Regions from separate parts of the Mus musculus genome. Here region 1 is linked to region 2. A link is a contact called in public HiChIP or PLAC-seq data. All regions are on one chromosome and are shown on one strand. Each heading gives the region's core, a stretch centred on a gene start, on an enhancer-like site or on the middle of the called end of the contact. The rest is flanking DNA. Distances are from core to core; before and after follow the strand shown.

The links. HiChIP or PLAC-seq counts read pairs in DNA pulled down with a chosen protein or histone mark.
Region 1: an H3K27ac HiChIP or PLAC-seq map of oligodendrocyte precursor cells shows a contact between it and region 2, with 11 times the contacts expected there. The contact joins two enhancer-like sites. A contact is called at or near these places in 1 of 484 Hi-C or Micro-C datasets (cerebral cortex), 3 of 115 datasets of contacts at active chromatin or transcription factors (T-cell acute lymphoblastic leukemia, embryonic stem cells and oligodendrocyte precursor cells) and 1 of 9 other capture datasets (embryonic stem cells).

Annotation. Positions count from the first base shown.
Region 1 is chr9:28,253,924-28,256,623 of GRCm38.p6, reverse strand. All of the region lies in intron 1 of Opcml (opioid binding protein/cell adhesion molecule-like), which reads right to left. Among named protein-coding and RNA genes, the nearest start is that of Gm39313, 140 kb to the left of the region's middle. Within about 2 kb of position 1,418, at least 9 of the 459 cell types and tissues checked have an H3K27ac peak or open chromatin away from gene starts, as enhancers often do. A contact at or near this core is called in oligodendrocyte precursor cells, where this site is marked.
Region 2 is chr9:27,542,293-27,545,015 of GRCm38.p6, reverse strand. No RefSeq gene overlaps it. Among named protein-coding and RNA genes, the nearest start is that of Gm30791, 25 kb to the right of the region's middle. Within about 2 kb of position 1,400, at least 4 of the 459 cell types and tissues checked have an H3K27ac peak or open chromatin away from gene starts, as enhancers often do. A contact at or near this core is called in oligodendrocyte precursor cells, where this site is marked.

The sequences.
Region 1 (2,700 bases), core at 169-2,668, 710 kb before region 2:
ATAGAAACCCTAACTAAGACAGTGACAGACCTTGGTGTAAAATCAAGGTGGCCCATAGTTGCTTAAAAGCAACTCTCCTAGCTCAAACTCCATTCCCTCCCATGCACGAGACAGTTGGAATCACATGCCCAGAACTAGAGTGAGCAGAGGGAATGTGGACTTGTTCCTGGGTATGTGAAGTTGAGGCTGGACCCACCTTGACATCTGTGAATGAGATGTGAGGCTATGTGTGAGAGCCCCAGCACTGCACAACACAGTGGGTTTGCACACTTCCACAGAGAACCAACAGCATCACCCCTGACAGCCTCTCCCCTGTTGTAAGCAGCATCCAGTTCTCCGGAAGTCTAGCTAAAATCACACAGAGAAAGAGGTGACCAATATAATTAATTCTCACGAACACCTTGTGAGGATCTTCTTGCCTAGACATATTCTGTGGTGGTGGAGGCTAAGGTGATAGGAAGCTCTGAGGAGGGGGCAGATTCATGGACAAAGCCAGTCCCTCCATTGTGGTACTGTGGTGGCAGTTGAGGGAAAGTAAAAGGCTCCCTAGAGTCTTCCAGACCAGTGAGGGCCAACCCCCACTCTGATTAAGTTCCACTTCTACCAAGTAGTAGGAGCTCTTTAGTTTGTGTCCTTAGTAAGTATTAACAATAAATAAAGCTTCAATAAATATGTAAAGCAAAAACTAATTTAAATTGACATTGTGCTGGGTGGGGTGAGAGAGCCCCTTACACCATAAAATGATTTAGGATATATTACTTCGGGCATCTGCATTACAAATTTACCTCTCATTACAGCTATGTTAACGGGAAAAGGCAGCTTCTCGACAACATTCAAGGCAGAGTTTATTAGCATAAATTTGCATAATAATTAGCTCTGTAGCACGCAAAGGCTGTCCTGTCTTTCAAATAGACAACTTCCAATGTCAATTTTCTCTGCTTCACTGATTGTCCCTGTTCTGTCAAAGCCCCTGCCCCCGCCCCCCTCTCCCCCTTGGGCCAATTCTGCTACTTGGTGGATTCCTTCCCTTTGGGTTCAAGGCTCTGGTATCTCCACCCAGCTTCTCTAGGGAGGAAGTGGATGCCAGTCTTCAGTTGGGGACATGAGTGACCAGAAGCCTGAGTGGCAGGTCTCCTGCCTGAGGACCAAGGGAGTATGTCTTCATACTCTCCACTCTCAGGCACTGAAACACTGTGGTCAGAAATGGCGGAGAAGTGGCGGTCTAAAGGGATGCTTGCTTGAGTAACGTGGGGCTGTTTGGGGAATGCATAAATTTGTGTTGTTTATCAATAGCTTCCTTTGTAATTATGTTTTGTCTTAGTTAATGTTATAATTAGCTCCCATTGCCTGGACTCATGCTGGCTGGGTGGTCAGGGCAGACAGCTGAAAGCATAGAATGGAAATTGCATCAGGGATGTTGCTGGCAAAGCATGCTAGCCTCTTCAGGACCAGGTGGGGGCAGGGCATACTCATGCCCCTGTCTGCATACTGAATGACAGCTACTGGTTGATGTCACAAAGCAAAGGACAAACCTTCAGCAGTTCAGAACATCCTTAAAGGGTCAAATGGGGGTACCTTTAAAAAAACACACAGATGTTCTTCATCTATAAAACAGAGCTCTAGGCAGTTGTGTGCCAGGAGCTGGGTGAGACAGATACCTCACCAGACATGCCCCATCCAGTCATAGGAAGGGAGAGACAGTGGGAGAATCAAATGCTTTCAGTTGTGCTTCAAGGAAACTAGTGCTAGACTCAGCCATTCACACACACACACACACACACACACACAGACACACAAACAAACAGACAGACAGACAGACAGACAGACAGACACACATGCACACACACACACACACACGCACATTTATAAACAAATAAATATGTCCGATGTATTATATAGCAGTTATTTATGCAACCTAAGTAACACAGAAAAGTGAGTGTGTGTATAGAAAGAAGTGACTGTGTAAAATATGTAGAAAAGATTAATTTTCATAAATGGAACAATGATAAAAATATAAACTAATGAATGTTCACTAAGTCTTAGATCCCTTTTAAAAGCTTTCCTGCTTATGTTTTGGGGTGTGAGGCCACCTTTTAATGACTGAACCATCTCTTGAGTAAGAGGGATAGAGCTCCCAGGGAAGAGCACACCAACTAGTTGACAAGTGACAAATGGTCAGCCCTAAAAATGTTCATACACATAAGAACATAATGTAATAAAGACGTAACAGCATATATATGTATATATATATTATATACATGTATATATTATATATGCCCATGAGCATACAAACATACACATAATACATGAATATATACAACATGGATATATACAATAACCATTAATGACAATAGAGGCTATGAATTTGAAGTAGAACAGTGTGACAGAGCAATGTGCCCTGCAGTAGTTGGGGACCAACATCTGCAGTGGCTCTGGATCATCACAAAATTGCTGGGGTTCTAAGCTCCAAATGGTGACTTTAAAAATCAGGGTTCGGGTTCTGAGAGAGCCGCAGAGCTGGGTGTCAGCCTGGACTCCAGAGGCTGAGGAAAGAGTCAATGCGAAAATGTTGTCCAGCTGAAATGATTCTAGATGACGGGGATGGGAGACTGGAAAAGACAACACTTGGAATGGAGTCAAAAATCCAGTACCAGTCTTCACTTACTTAGCATGTGGAAGCTGCGAGTCAGGTAAGGCTTA
Region 2 (2,723 bases), core at 151-2,650:
TCCGTTTGAGCTCCCTGCTGTCAATGGTTCTGTTGCCCTCCAGAGAATACCACACATCTATTCATCTTGGGTTGTCTATCTTTTAGACTTCACAAATTGGAAAATTTTTGCCTGCTTTGCTTCTTGCTGCACCTATATCACTCAGAGCAGTGGGTAATAAGAACACATGTATTGACTGTGTAGCAGAAGTCAGAGGCCTTGAACCAGGCCAATGGCTTATTGCAATGAACATTCACAAGTAAAGCTGTTTGGTCAAATACTGCATGACACTCCACATTTTCTAGTGCCAGTACAATGAATGAATATGTGATAGCAAGGCAAGGAAAACAGAAGAGAGGGATAGTACATGTGCAGTGGAACTGGAGACAGGACAGCTGTGACGAGTGTGAGAGAAGTCTGTGGTTGATAGAGGAGCAGATCGTTGCTTAGAGGGGTCACCAAGAACTTTTGTTTAATATTTATTTTTTATTTTCTTTGGGGGAGAGGTTACACAGGTAGAGGGCAGATATGGAAGGACTGGGAAACAAGTGGGATTTGGGGTGCATGGTGTGAAATTCCCAAAGAATCAAGAAAAGATTATGTTAAAGGGGGGGAGAAATAAAGGGAAAAACTAAATACATATATAATAAGTATACAACAGCTAAGGATGAAACTGGTGGCCGTTGTTATCTGTTTGACAGCAATACATTCTGATTAGAACTCTTAATTTATATGCCCCTCTGTCCCGTGATACACAACTCACACACACATGTGCTCTGCTTGTTTCCAGTATTTCTTCCTTTCCTTTCTTCCTGAATTCCTTCCCTTCCTTCCTGCCCCTCAACCCACCAACCATAAACTCGGCCACTCTACTTTTCTTCAAGTCCACAACTCCGGCTCCCAAATCAGTCTCCCCCCTCTTTACCTCTCCCACCTCCAAACCAGAGCACAGCACATCTGGATAATTGAAATTGCTCCTAGCTGACTCTGCTCCAGCTTCACCTCCTTTAGTGTTTACTCAACTCCTTCCTTACCCCAGATGTGTCTTTGAAAACTCTGCCACACTGGCCTTTCCTGGTCCCTAACCTGCCTAGCAATTCCTCCTCAGGACCTACATGGATCTCCAATTAGTTGTATTCTCTGAGCACTCTGCCTAGAGCGGGCGCCTTGTCTCCTCCACCACTGCTATTACTAGTTTATTTTCCTGCAAGCGACTGTCAAGCTGCAATGACCTCATTTATTTATGTAAATGTTTTTTCTATGTCCCCATTGAAACTGTGACACCAGACAGAAAATTAGCATGCAATAAGTAAACTGTTTGTAGGGCTACAAATGCATCCAGGGAGAGCTGAAAGGGAACATAGAACTGCTACCATCTCTACAGCCATCAGCTGTCCCCATCTGCCCTGGGAACAGCTGTCTTATAGAAGCAGCAGTGAAGACAGAGCAACTTACTAGAACATCTGACTGCCACAACCAAGTGTCCTTGCTCCGCACGTTTCTCTGCCCATCCTTGGTCTTTGCCTGGATCAGTTTCTCCCTATCAGGTTCATGGAAGTGGGGACAACCTTCTTCATCAAGTACCATCTGAGACAATATGTGAAAGGGATTAAGAAGCAAGAAATAACTCATCCCAAAATAACCTCTCCTTGGCTTCCAGCTGCTCTGAGCAGCTGGACGCATTTTCCAAGCTAGATACTTCTGACTTTATACTAATAACATGGGGGAAACCAAAAACATTGAGACATGCTAAACAGGGTCATTGTTGCTAATTCCCTTAGGAGGATAAATGCCATCAGCTCTCTCCATGAACATTTCTCAGCATAAAGTTTCAGACGCAGAGCTTAGCACTGGGTTGGGTAGCATCAAAGATTCATGAAGCACCCACCCATATGAAATGCATAAACTGTATATGCTGAGACAAATAATAGCACGGGTTAGACAATTGGAAACTATTTTAATGGAAGATAATGAAGCAGCAACCAGTACCTTTCAGATTCAGAGAGGACCAAGGCCTGGAGCAATTGAGGAAGGCTTCTGGAAGGAGTTTTGCACAACAGATCTAGAAAGGTGAAGGAAGAAAAGGTGGGTACAGTCTGGATAAAGTTACTCGTATGTATATTTTCAGGACTGACCATTTCATATTAGATAACCAATTTCTGTGTGCTTCCCTGGGGAAAACTATTTCTCCTGCTCTCTGCAATCCTTAATTGCCTGTGGTTCTTTGTGTAAGGTTGAAATCTCCTGGGCTTTCCCTTGCCCACGTTAGCATGTCTATTGGCATATATGCACATACACATATATATGTAACAATGATTAGTGGAAAAAGAGGCCATTCATTTTAAAAAGAGCAAGAAGCTTTAGAGGGAGGAAGGGGAAGGAGGAAATGATTTAATTATATTAGAATCTCAAAAGACAAAAACAATATATTTTAAAGGTAGGTACACAGAAAGCTTGAGAGTCATGAAGTTCCAAAAACAGGAACAAACTGGAATGAGGCGATTGGCCATCCTACAGCCTAGAAGTGACAGGGGGAGGTAAACACAGTGAAAATATGCAGTGTGAATCTCAAATGTACCACTTACACAAAATCATTTAACTTGCTGGGCTCTTTTCTTCACTTACCAAGTAAAAGTATTGCCTGTGTTTCCTCCCTAGGAACACAGCCCACATGGGAATCAGAGGATATGGGGGGATCACTGTACACAAGACACTAGTGTTGTTCCCATTCCTTGGTAAGCATT